4 separate regions of the Sus scrofa genome follow, and regions 2, 3 and 4 are each linked to region 1. A link is a contact called in public HiChIP or PLAC-seq data. All regions are on one chromosome and are shown on one strand. The core of a region is the stretch at or near the end of the contact, and the rest is flanking DNA. Distances in the headings are between cores, read along the strand shown. Region 1 has its middle 140 kb from the start of TOMM20. Region 2 has its middle 23 kb from the start of TARBP1. Region 3 overlaps LOC110256752 (a long non-coding RNA gene). Region 4 overlaps LOC102158473 (a long non-coding RNA gene).

Region 1 (2,802 bases), core at 125-2,624:
GCCCTGGCTGTCCAGACAACAGAACTGTGGGAGGCTTCTGGGAAGCACAATCAACCCAGCCAACGTACTAAAAAGGGTGACTCTCTGGAGGGAGCTTAGGAAACAGGGCCGCCCCCATCATCCTGGTGTTGTGCATTTCCCAAGAAAGAGGTTGCCACAGGGGCCGGGGAATTGCCTTCACCCTCAGAAGCCAGCGCGCGGTGCAAGGCGGTGGCCTGCGGGCAGAGCAGGCGGCACACGTGGGGCGCGGGCGCCCGGGGGCGGGGGGGGCGGTTCCGGGGGCGGGGCGGGCGGGGCCACGTGACCGCGCCCGCCGCGGGCCCCAGCTGCAGCTGCGGTCCCCTCCCGCGGGCACTTTTCCATCAGCCTGCAAGCAGCTGGATCAATTTACTCGGGCCCCAGCGCCCTGCTCCAGCGCGGGCTGAATTATTACTCATGGAAATCCCCTCTGTTTCAGGAAATCAGGTAGCTTTCAAACTGCCAGCAATTAATGGCCTTCTTGGTCCAGGGAGAATAGCAAAACAAAACAAAACAAAATAACAGACTGCAGGCTACAGGTTTCCAAACAGGCCGTTTGGTTTCTAGTAAATTAGAGGGAGTGGGCGGTCGAGGTACTAAGTAATGTTATCCTGTGGAGTGTGGTCTTCTTTGACGTCAGCAAGATGTTTCTCTCCCCCACTCTCCCCCTCCTTTCCTTCCTCTGTCTCCTTTGCCCGTCCACCCCCTCGCCTTTTTCCTCCCTCCGCCTTCCCTCTTTATGTCAAGGAGACAGATGACAGAGGGTAGCTCTGGAAAATCGCTCAGTGTTGTGCAACAGAGCTCCGAAAATTCCTACATTTTCAAAAATGAAGGCTATGGCGTGGGGTGGGGGGTGGAGACTCAGCCACCGTCTCAATTAGCCAGCCAAAACTCCATGTGACTCGGGAAAGGAGGGGAAAGGCTGCTGGAAAGGCAGCGGTCACCACCGCCGGCTGTACATTCCTCTTTTCATCTCGCCCGATTAGCAGTTCTGTCTGAGGGAACATTCTTCCTGTGGCAAAGAACACATTCTTGCCTCCAGTCCGCCTGAAATAGAATCCTGGAGAGCAGGCTGCGGCGCCCTGTTCCTGCATCCGGGGGCCCTGCCCGGGCTGCTGTGCCATGATTCCCCCCCACCCCCAGACCTCTGCCCACCCAGTTGTTTCTCCTCTCCTCACCGAAGGCAGCAACAGCTGCCCCGATGTTGACACAGAACTCTCTTGAAAAAGCATCCCAAGGCTAGGTAAGCAGCTGTAGCCTGATCCTGCTATCTTTCTATTGCCCCTTTAAATTGCTTTCGTGGGCCCCATTGTTTCAACAGGGGCTGCGGTGGACACTCCATGCCGGGTGCTCCCGCAGTCACGTGGTGAGTGTTGGTTAGAGCAGGCGGTTCCCTACGTGGCTCTTAATTGTCATGTAGCCTCAGCGAGACTGCTTGGTTTCTAGAGTAACCCGACTCGCCTTCTTTGTCCAGGCAGCTCTTTAAAAGCAGAAATCTGTCCCAGATTTCACATCAGGAAGCAGGCAGGATGGGGTAGGGAGCAGACCCGGGGTGCGCGGGGAAGGTGGGGCCGCTGGTTTTCTACCTCTGGCACGTGGTGGCTCCTCCTTCATACCTTCTCAGATCTGCACAGCCAGGGCCTCAGAGGACCTCAGAACAGGGAGTGCTTTCTAAACAGAGCCTCCGAACTGCTCTCTGCAGGCATTGAGTTCCTATGAAGAATGTATTGGTGTTGAAAAAATACATGCACACAAAAAAAGCGGAGGTCATCTGAATCTATTCAGAAATTAAGACGTGGAAACTGAAAGACTAAAGAAACCTTCCTGTGTGTAATGGGGGGGGGGGTGCATGGGAGTGTCATAAGCAGGTGACAGCACTTTGGTAAGGGCACAGGCCCAGCACACAGATCTCTTTAGTGTAAGTTTTGAGAGGAGGGGTGAATGAGCAAGGGAATGAGTAAGAGGCATGAATTTGTTTGGAACACAAAGCAAAAAAGAGCCCAGACTTCCTGGGAGGTGAGGAGGATAGGGTGGGGCAGGTCTGCCAGAAAGAACCATTTGGTTTGAAGGAGAATGGACTTCTAAAGTGTAAACTAGGAGCCCGACATAATGACAGGTGACACTAACGACATTAGTTGATGGATTAAACAGATCCGTGAAGCGGATATGGCAAGTGCATAAAGCAGCACTGCCTAGTCCTCGCGGCACCCTCCCTAGGTGGGAACCATCTGGAGAGTCTGTCAGCTCCTTGGGGCATAAGGAAGAGACTCCTGGACCCCCGGGTTTCAGGCAGACTTGAAGCAGATACAGCCCACACAGATCTTCAAGGGCGGTCCATCCACGTGGGCTCTTTGGCGGCCCTGCCAGTCTGGTCTCACCTCCACTGTAGTTTCTGCCACTGCCGAGAGAGAGGGCACCTGCTCTCCTGCTGACTTGACCGTGGAGACCCTCAAGGGAGGACTGAGATCTGATCTCCAGGCAGCAAAGTCCTGCCTGCCTCTGATGGCTCGGCTGCTGCTTCTTGCCAGCAGAAGCATAGCTTCCAAGGAAGTCTCTGAGACACGATGGCACTCCCCCTGGGAACACTTCTGGCCCTAACCTTGCTGGGTGACCTCTGGGCTCTCAGGGAAGCATCCTCCCGCCTCCTGGGATATTAAGGGATCCAGGTAGGCAGAAGTGATGCCCAGGGGCCTCTCTCCCCAGGTCTCTCTCAGCTTTGAGAGAGGAGCAAGGAACAGAGGTTTCTCCCAATCGGCGTGATTATCCTAGACATTCTAGTTGATG
Region 2 (2,802 bases), core at 225-2,724, 400 kb before region 1:
CATAGAGTCGCTGTATGATCCAGTAATCCCACTCCTGGGCATCTATCTGGACAAAACTATGATTTGAAAAGATAATGCACCCCTATATTCATAGCAGCGCTATTCTCAGTAGCCAAGACTTGGAAGCAACCTAAATGTCCATCAGCAGAGGACACATATCTACAATGGAATATGACTCAGCCATAAAAAAGAAGGAAAGAATGCCTTTTGTAGCAACATGGATGGATATAAAGATTATCATACTTTGTGAAGTTAGACAGTGAAAAAACAAATATCATATAATATAACTTTTATGTGGAATATAAAATATCACACAAATGAATTTATCTATGAAACAGAAACCGACCCACAGACATAGAGAATCAACTTGTGGTTGCCAAGGGGAAGGAGGGCTGAGGGAGGGATGGAGTAGGAGAGTGGGGTTAGCAGATGCAAACTATTCTAGATAGAATGGATAAACAAGGTCCTGCTGTACAGCGTGGGGAACTAGGTTCAATATCCTGTGATCAAACACAATGAAAAAGAATATATATGTATAACTGAATCACTGTGCTGAACAGCAGAAATTAACACAACATTGTGAATCATCTACACTCCAATAAAATAAATTAAGCAATGAGATCCTGCTGTATAGCATAGGGAACTATACATAGTCACTTATGATGGAACATCATGGAGGATAATATGAGAAAAAGAATATATATATATGGATGACTGGATCTCTTTGTTGTACAATAGAAATGGACAGAACACTGTAAACCAATCATAATGGAAAAAATAAAAATCATTAAAAAGTAAATAAAAAGATTAAAAAAAAAAAAAAAAAAAAAGCAGCTCCAGAATACTAGCCTATTAAATTCTGCAAATCAATGGAGTCAAAGGCCGGAGAGAGCGCGCAATATCAGCTTCAGGCCACCAGATGGCGCGCGGCATCCACAGTGCTTCTGCGCCGGCCTCTGGTTGGTCCCCGCGCTGGCCCAGGGCCCAGAGAAAACGTGTTGTGCGGCTCCTCTTAGGGGAGCGCCCTGTACGGGTTTTTTTCCCCTTACACTTTAGAAAACCTGTGTATAGAAGAGCATGTGAAACACCACACTGCACAGCTGTGCTCTTCCTGTGCTGTCCTTCCAGGGGACACGTCAGCAGCATTTTCCCCTTGTCTGGAGAGTTTCAAAGCCCAGTTTCTTCTTGCATTTTTGTTCTCCCTGGATCTTGAAGTCTGTAGGACTTAGCTTCCATTTTGAAACCCACAATCCTGCTGAAATAGAATCGCTTGGAAAAAAATATCCCAAGGATTGTTTATTAGGTCAGGCAACCACATTTCTGGCACGGAAAGGAACTCTGCAGACACTTTGTTACTCTGGTATTCTGACAGCTAACACAGTGGGGTGTAAAATTTTTACGTAATCCCAAACCTCAGCCCTGAAGAGTTAATGATGTTACTCATGCCACTGGGGCATGAAAGAAAGACTCGCATTTTTGGGCGGTTACTGCTTGCCCAGCGTGGTGCAGTGAGCCATGAGGCTGAAGGCCAAGGGACTCTGGCCACCCAGGCAGTGAAATAATTCCCCAGAAATGCACTGCCTGGAGTGGAAATGCTAGGAAAGGGAACATTCATTCCAGGGCATTATGGACGGTCATTCAGTCTGAAGTTTGCTCGCCTCTCAACATGGCCAATCTCACACTTGGGACATATTACATAGATACCAGGAAATGATGGAAATCAAGCAGTGGTCAAGGCTGGGTTGTAAGCAGTGAACTCTTTCCTTCTTTTCAGTTCCAATAAGATGAATAATGAATAACCTAGTTTTTGAATGGAAAGCACATTTCAATAGATGGGTGATGCTTTCAGAAAGGCCTTTGAGAGTTTCCGTTTATTTCCTTCTTTCTTTCTCTTTCAGAAGTAGGGCCCTGGAGTGGAAGACAGAAGCGATATTCCAATAGTTGAGGGCCTACATTTTTTACCCATTCAGAGACTTGTGTGAATAAAGAAAAGCAGACTCTAATATCTACCTTGGCACCTACTATTTGCTAGGCCTTCTGTTGTATGTTTTAAAAGTACTTTATTATTTCATCTTCCTGACAATTTAGTGGTTGGCACTGGCCCAGGTTTTCAGATGAGAAACCTCAGTTCAGAGAGGTTAAGGAGCTTGCCTGAAGTCACACAGCCAGTAAATGTGAGAACTAGGAGACAGACCCAGTTATGCCTGACTTCAAAGCCTGGTTTGTTCTCTTTCACCAAGGCATGTCATGGACTCACAGAACCTTCGAGACGAGAGGGATTTGGGAATTTATTTATTTATTTATTTATTTATTTATTTATTTTTGGCCGCCACCCCCCCCCCCCCCCCCGCATGTGAAAGCTCCCTGGCCAGGGATTGAACCCACATCACAGCAGCAACCCAAGCAGCTGCAGTGACAATGCCAGGTCCTTAACCCACTGAGCCATAGAGGAACTCCTAGGAGGTCATTTAGATAAACCGTCTAAATAAGGCAGGAATTCCTTTTCCAGCATTCTCCATAAGTTGTAAGTCTATGTGTGTCTGAAATCAAAAGCTGAAGCCTAGAGAGAAATAAGAGCAAGACTTCAGAAGACAGATGGAGGGCCTAGATAAATATCCTAGATTTTGTTTCAATTTTATTTAAAAATTCAACAACACACACACACACAAGATGGCTGTAGTAGTCTCAGGTGTGAGTGCTATAATTAAAAGAGATTCAGAGGAATTCAAAACACCTTCCCATACCAGAAATGTACATTCTGGTAAAAAGCCCCCTCTCAGTGCTGGGGAAAGTGAACCACAG
Region 3 (2,802 bases), core at 98-2,597, 360 kb before region 1:
ACGGAATTATGTTTCAGACATTCTAGGGATACTTCTTTTCTTTTCTTTTTTTTTTTTTAGCTTTTTGGCTTTTTGGCTTTTAGGACTGTGGCATATGGAGGTTCCCAGGCTAGGGGTCTGATCGGAGCTGCAGCTGCTGGCCTTCACCACAGCCAGAGCGACGTGGGATCCGAGCCGTGTCTGCAACCTACACTACAGCTCACGGCAGCGCCAGATCCTTAACCCATTGAGCAAGGCCAAGGATCGAATCCACATCCTCATGGATGCTAGTCGGGTTTGTTAACCGCTGAGCCATGATGGGAACACCAAGGGATACTTCTGACTTGGAGGAACTAGGTATCAGTGAAGAAGCTACAGAGAAAGCTTAATGCCCAAGACAGCTCATTCTGATGCCCCCTCCACCTCCAGCCTAGGCTGAGCCTTTGAGGACACTGTCAGCCTCAGCAGCGTCTCTGTTTCGTTGCTGGGTCTGAGAAGGAAAGGGCTAGTCCTAGAGAAGGGTCAACGGCAGGCTGTTGTGTTCCCCAGCAGCAAAACAGAGGAGGCTGGAGGAAACCACCCAAGCGCCAAGCTCTGCAGAGGGCAAGTGAAGTCGGAGTCTAAAAACAAAAAGTGGCGGAGCCCATCTCCTTGGAGCTGTTTATATTACATAACTCAAATAAACACAGCAGTGCAGGAATGGTTCCCTTGGCGGGGGCCGGTACCGCAGGGCCCAGAGGCGAACAAAAGGCATCTCCCCAGCCCCTGGTCAGAAATGGCTTCTTTAAAACAACAACAGCAACAGCAGCAGTAATAGTAACAATACTCAAGGACACACCAGGCCAATTCAGGAGGCTATCCTGAATAAATTAAGTAGAGGAATCATTCTAATTAGGACTCAAGAGGTGACTTTTTTTCCTTTTGGCTTCGGAGATAAATCCTCATCAGCAAAGTTGATGCCAGAATGGCTATTTTCCTTTGCAAAGGAGGGAAGTGAGGCCCTTGGCCCTGCTGTGAAATCCAGCAGGAGCACAGAGGCCGCTTTCTCAGGCACTGGACAGGCGTCTGACTTTCCGACTTCAATCCCCTTGTCAGCCTGGGGCACTGCTGGGGGCGGGCGGTGGGGGTCCCCAGCCTTCTGGGAAACATCAGGCTATTCCATGGAATCTGCAAGAAGAATACAAAAAAATCCAAGTTACCAACTGGGTAAAGGGACACAGGTCCACAGGTCCCGCGTTTGAACGAAATCAGAGAGTCTGGAAATTGAGAGCAGGCCAGAACCGACTGCAAGCTTTTCCGTCAGTAGCCTGCAGTCTCCCGGGACAGCAACCCCTATCATATGCCAGGGGACAAGAATAGAAAGAAAAATTGAGAACACAGCCCTGAGCACGGGCTGGTGGTATTGGTTGCCAACAGTTGCCCCATTAGTAGGCTATGGGGACATGCGAGGGAACATTTTCTGTACGAGGCTTGTGTTTAAAAATACATCTTGCTTCAAAGCTGGCTCGGGAGTGGCTGGAGAGTGAGAGTTTGCTTTTTTTGTGCTCAGTAGGTGAGCATCTTTCGGTGACTTACTGCACAGCACCCACATGCTAGGTGACAGTGACCGAGACCTCAGCCTCGCTCCCAGCAAGCTAACATCTTAGACAATTCCTGGGTGAAAGCCGCACTCCAGAAACATCCTCGGCATTGGCTTGCTGGAGGCACATGGGGCTGGGGGCAGGAGTGGAGGTTAGCTGAGGGGAACACCTCCCCACCGAGGCCTCTGACCCTTCTTATTCCATGGATGTGTCCTTGGGGGTATTTCCCTCTCCTTGTCCTTATTCTCAAAAGGAGGACACCAGCCTCTACCCACCTCCTAAGGGTGTCTGGGAGGAAGCGCTAGCAGCAATGACTTAAAAACTTTTGGCGGGTAAAGGAGTTCCCGTCGTGGCTCAGTGGTTAACGAATCCGACTAGGAACCGTGAGGTTGTGGGTTCGATCCCTGGCCTTGCTCAGTGGGTTAGGGATCCGGCATTGTCCTGAGCTGTGGTGTAGGTCACAGATGCGGCTCGGATTCCCTCGGTGGCTACAGCTCCGATTAGACCCCTAGCCTGGGAACCTTCATAAGCGGCGGGAGTGGCCCTAGAAATGGCAAAAAGACAAAACAAAAAACAAAAAACAAAAGACACCTTTGGCGGATATGAAGTTCATGATCAAGTGCTGGATGATGGCTTCCCTCACCTACCCTCCCTCATGTGTTACCTAAGCACGCATCCCCTTAAATGCTTTGCTGACAGACTGCCCTGTGGGGTGTGAAGCTGGTCTGCCAAGAAGACATCTCTGGTTCCTCCAGAGAGGTTTGCCTTTGCAGGAACCGCTGAAATCCTTCCATGTCCAAACGCATATTCTGGATAGAAAACAACAGGTGATGCACTGCAGAGGCCAAGAGGCTGTTAGGACCCGCCCATGGGTGCCTGGGTTGGGTCCCCCTTTCCCGGGGGGGTGGGGCGGGGAGATGAGAGGGGACAAATCCACATGGCAGGGTCAAGTTCAGGTCTGCCTTGAAGAAACCCTGGGGACCTCCTTCTTGAAAAACAAGTGGGACAGTGTGACAGCTGCGTAAGGAAGCCAGAGAAAAGGGTCCCCGGGGAAACCTCCCCAGGGAATGCTCTGCTTGCGGGAGGCAGTCAGGAGTGACACAGAAGACAGACAGCAGGAGGGGGGACAGCCAGGCCCCACAAGCTCTCCAAGGAATCCAGAATTAGGAGCGCCCCCCAGATGTGGAGTCTGATGGTGCCAGGGCGACAGCAGCGCTAACAGTGATGATGGTAGATATTCTTG
Region 4 (2,802 bases), core at 195-2,694, 270 kb before region 1:
GATTCACAATGAAATAGTCCACATAGTTATAATTTTAAATGTGTAAGTTTGTCTATGTATATGTATAGAAAATGGTTGAAAAGAACTACACCAAAATGTTAACTCATTATCTCTCGTGGCAGGATTATGAGGTTACAAGCGATTGTTTCTGGTTATTTACATTTTCTAGTATTTTAAGATTTTCCTACAGTGAGCCTGTATTACTTTTTAATGTCAGAAATATTAATTTTAAGGTTCTTATATTTATGTATATTCCTTTAAAATGATAGACTCTTTCTCCATAAGTCAGAAACCTGGACACCGAGGAGTTCTTACTATGGTGCAGTGGATTAGGAACCTGAGTGCAGTGGCTTGGGTCACTTCGAAGGCTCGGGTTCTATCCCTGGCCTGCTACATTTGGTTAAAAGAATCCAGCATTGCTGCAGCTTGGATTCAGTCACTGGCCTGGGAACTTCCATATGCCATGGGTGCAGCCATTGAAAAAAGAAGAAAAAGAAACGTGGACACCAAGTTTTGGCTTTAATGTAGTGAGCTGGAGAATTATGATTAAATACTATTTCATTGATGACTCAGTCAATGAACGAATATTTACAGAGCCCGTGTGAGTCACTCGACCAATGCTTATCTACCCCCTTTTATGTGCTGGCCATTGAATGCATGCCCAAAATGAAATCATGCCCATCTTGTCTGGACAATGATGGCAAGAAGATCCTGTTATGGGTACTCGTGAATGTCACATATCACTGAGGAATGAGACATGCCTAAAGGTTGGGCACATTTGCCCAAGCAAACTGCCAAGGAATCTAAGCCTTGCCCAAGTGTGTAAGACCCAGGCTCACCTGCTCGCCCAGCCTCACTGAAGCATGGGGCAAAGTTTTTGCAAGTTCCCATCATGATCTCCTGGATGCCTCATTTTCTGTTGTTTTGTCTCGGAAGGAAGTTCGGTTAGTCCAAGAGGCTTGGTTTGTTATACAGCTGTACAGCTCTGGACTTTCATAGCCTTCTCTTTAAGCGCTGACAACTTGATACTTTGATCAATGGTTGTTATATTTCTCTGTATGTTAGTTGGACAGGCTGATGATTTCCAAAGTCAATCCCTTCTCCTCTCCCTTTCTCTCTCCAGTTTACACATTTCTGTTTTCCAGTTGCTTTATCTACGTCTTCTAAGTATCTCAAAGTAGGAAAAAGCAGGGGCCCTGGAATTCTCCTGCCCAGTCCCTGAACAGTCGTCAGGGCTGGCTGTGCCCTTGCGTCACAGAGGACTGCTGTATGACGCCGGTGGCCTGTGTTCAGGACGTGTTGCCAAGGTCACTATAGTTTGTTAACGGGCAGCTGCCACTGGAAAGCATGCGCCTGACTGGCAACATTTCCCCACTGTTGCAGAGAGCCTCTGAGTGGCAGGGAGGCATCTAAGCAGGTGGTTTCTGCTGCAAAAGCCACCCGCCCTGGATGTGCCTTCTTCCCACTGTGGCCTTTCCCAGGCCTGGCATGTGGCTTTCCCAGACACTCAGAGAGGCCACGTGCCCATTCACATGGCAGCAGCGTGCCTGGTGATCACACTGCACATCCCAGGTCTTTACCTGTAAAGTGGCTGTTTTCCCAACCCTCCCTGCTCTTGGGAAAATGAGAGTCATTGGCAGAGATAAACATTTAAGCCTCGCTGGGAGATTTCCTGGCCCAGTGGGTTAAGAAGTGACTTTGGGATGGGGTGAAGGGGGAAGGAGTTCCCGTTGTGGCTCAGCTAGTTATGAAGCTGACTAGTACCCATAAGGATGCAGATTCGATCCCTGGCCTCACTCAGTGGGCTAAGGATGCCACATTGCTGTAGCCGAGGTGTAGGCTGGCAGCTGCAGCTCAGATTTGACCCCTAGCCTGGGCACTTCTATATGCTGCAGGTGCAGCCCTAAAAAGCAAAAATAAATAAATAAATAAAATGCCATCTCTATTTTTTGTGAGCTTCATGTTTTTAAAAACATGTGCTTAAACTTCTCAAGCCTCAGTTTCCTCACGGGAGGCAGGGGGCATGTTGCCCTCTGACCCCCTGCCTGGCTCATAGGAATCGCTCATTAAAGGGCAGCGCTGACAGATATTACACGTTCCATACATGACGAGGTTCCCACGTAAGGAGTGTGGGTGCGCGCAGGAGTCTGCCGTGTGCGAAAGGAGGGTGCAGTTGATGAGACTGACTTCCAGAGTTGCCGCAGTTCAACTTGTTTTTCCTTATGAAAATGCGAATGTGCCAACATCTCTTCTATATCACATGGGGAGGAGACTTAGCTTTTTCTTTCAGTTTTTCATCAGTTGAAAGAAAAGCTCTGGTGGCAGTGAGCCGTTGTGGAGGTCTGTCTGTGAGCTGGGCTGAAAGTACAAACCAGCGAGACAGTGAAATTTTGTGTGTTCCTTAAGTAAGCCCTCCTCCCGCTGCACTAGTAAGGTGATGTTCATTCCAACCTAGCCCCTCCATTCGTGTTTTGCTTTGTTTCTTCTCTTTCCAAGTAAAAGTATCTTTAACAATGGTTCAACTGTTCAGAAATAGAACAACTATGAGACGACTTTTAAAGGATATGAACTAATACTAATCACACAATATGTAATAATCACACATCTATATATGGCACCTATTAGCATGGCCACCGTGAAATCCCATCTCTCTTTGAGAAAGTAACCGTTCTAGAGAGTGGGGTTCTGGGCCATTGAGAGCTTGACGTTCAAAGCAAAAGAATGAGGAGTGAAGGAAGAAAAGGAAGGGAAAAGAAAGGAAAGGAAAGACATTTTGAGCAGAAAACTTTCTAACGTGTAATT

What was found. HiChIP or PLAC-seq counts read pairs in DNA pulled down with a chosen protein or histone mark.
Region 2: a contact with region 1 is called in an H3K27ac HiChIP or PLAC-seq map of skeletal muscle, with 18 times the contacts expected there. The contact joins two enhancer-like sites. A contact is called at or near these places in 1 of 5 promoter capture datasets (liver), 14 of 47 Hi-C or Micro-C datasets (alveolar macrophages, embryonic fibroblasts, fetal heart ventricle and 8 more) and 2 of 2 datasets of contacts at active chromatin or transcription factors (alveolar macrophages and skeletal muscle).
Region 3: a contact with region 1 is called in an H3K27ac HiChIP or PLAC-seq map of skeletal muscle. The contact joins two enhancer-like sites. A contact is called at or near these places in 1 of 5 promoter capture datasets (liver), 5 of 47 Hi-C or Micro-C datasets (embryonic fibroblasts, liver, omental adipose tissue and 2 more) and 2 of 2 datasets of contacts at active chromatin or transcription factors (alveolar macrophages and skeletal muscle).
Region 4: an H3K27ac HiChIP or PLAC-seq map of skeletal muscle shows a contact between it and region 1. The contact joins two enhancer-like sites. A contact is called at or near these places in 5 of 47 Hi-C or Micro-C datasets (liver and skeletal muscle) and 2 of 2 datasets of contacts at active chromatin or transcription factors (alveolar macrophages and skeletal muscle).

The regions. Positions count from the first base shown.
Region 1 is chr14:56,249,098-56,251,899 of Sscrofa11.1, reverse strand. No RefSeq gene overlaps it. Among named protein-coding and RNA genes, the nearest start is that of TOMM20, 140 kb to the right of the region's middle. Within about 2 kb of position 1,374, at least 69 of the 83 cell types and tissues checked have an H3K27ac peak or open chromatin away from gene starts, as enhancers often do. A contact at or near this core is called in alveolar macrophages, embryonic fibroblasts, fetal liver and 7 more, where this site is marked.
Region 2 is chr14:56,645,438-56,648,239 of Sscrofa11.1, reverse strand. No RefSeq gene overlaps it. Among named protein-coding and RNA genes, the nearest start is that of TARBP1, 23 kb to the left of the region's middle. Within about 2 kb of position 1,474, at least 55 of the 83 cell types and tissues checked have an H3K27ac peak or open chromatin away from gene starts, as enhancers often do. A contact at or near this core is called in alveolar macrophages, embryonic fibroblasts, fetal liver and 7 more, where this site is marked.
Region 3 is chr14:56,606,021-56,608,822 of Sscrofa11.1, reverse strand. It overlaps LOC110256752 (a long non-coding RNA gene), which reads right to left. Exons shown (of 2, transcript XR_002338680.1): 2 at 821-1,146. LOC106506002 (a long non-coding RNA gene) reads left to right here. Exons shown (of 3, transcript XR_002338684.1): 3 at 1-90. Among named protein-coding and RNA genes, the nearest start is that of IRF2BP2, 62 kb to the right of the region's middle. Within about 2 kb of position 1,347, at least 28 of the 83 cell types and tissues checked have an H3K27ac peak or open chromatin away from gene starts, as enhancers often do. A contact at or near this core is called in liver, omental adipose tissue, skeletal muscle and 1 more, where this site is marked.
Region 4 is chr14:56,515,508-56,518,309 of Sscrofa11.1, reverse strand. The region is part of intron 1 of LOC102158473 (a long non-coding RNA gene); the gene reads left to right. It overlaps LOC110256878 (a long non-coding RNA gene), which reads right to left. Exons shown (of 3, transcript XR_002338951.1): 3 at 1,924-2,358. Among named protein-coding and RNA genes, the nearest start is that of IRF2BP2, 29 kb to the left of the region's middle. Within about 2 kb of position 1,444, at least 10 of the 83 cell types and tissues checked have an H3K27ac peak or open chromatin away from gene starts, as enhancers often do. A contact at or near this core is called in liver and skeletal muscle, where this site is marked.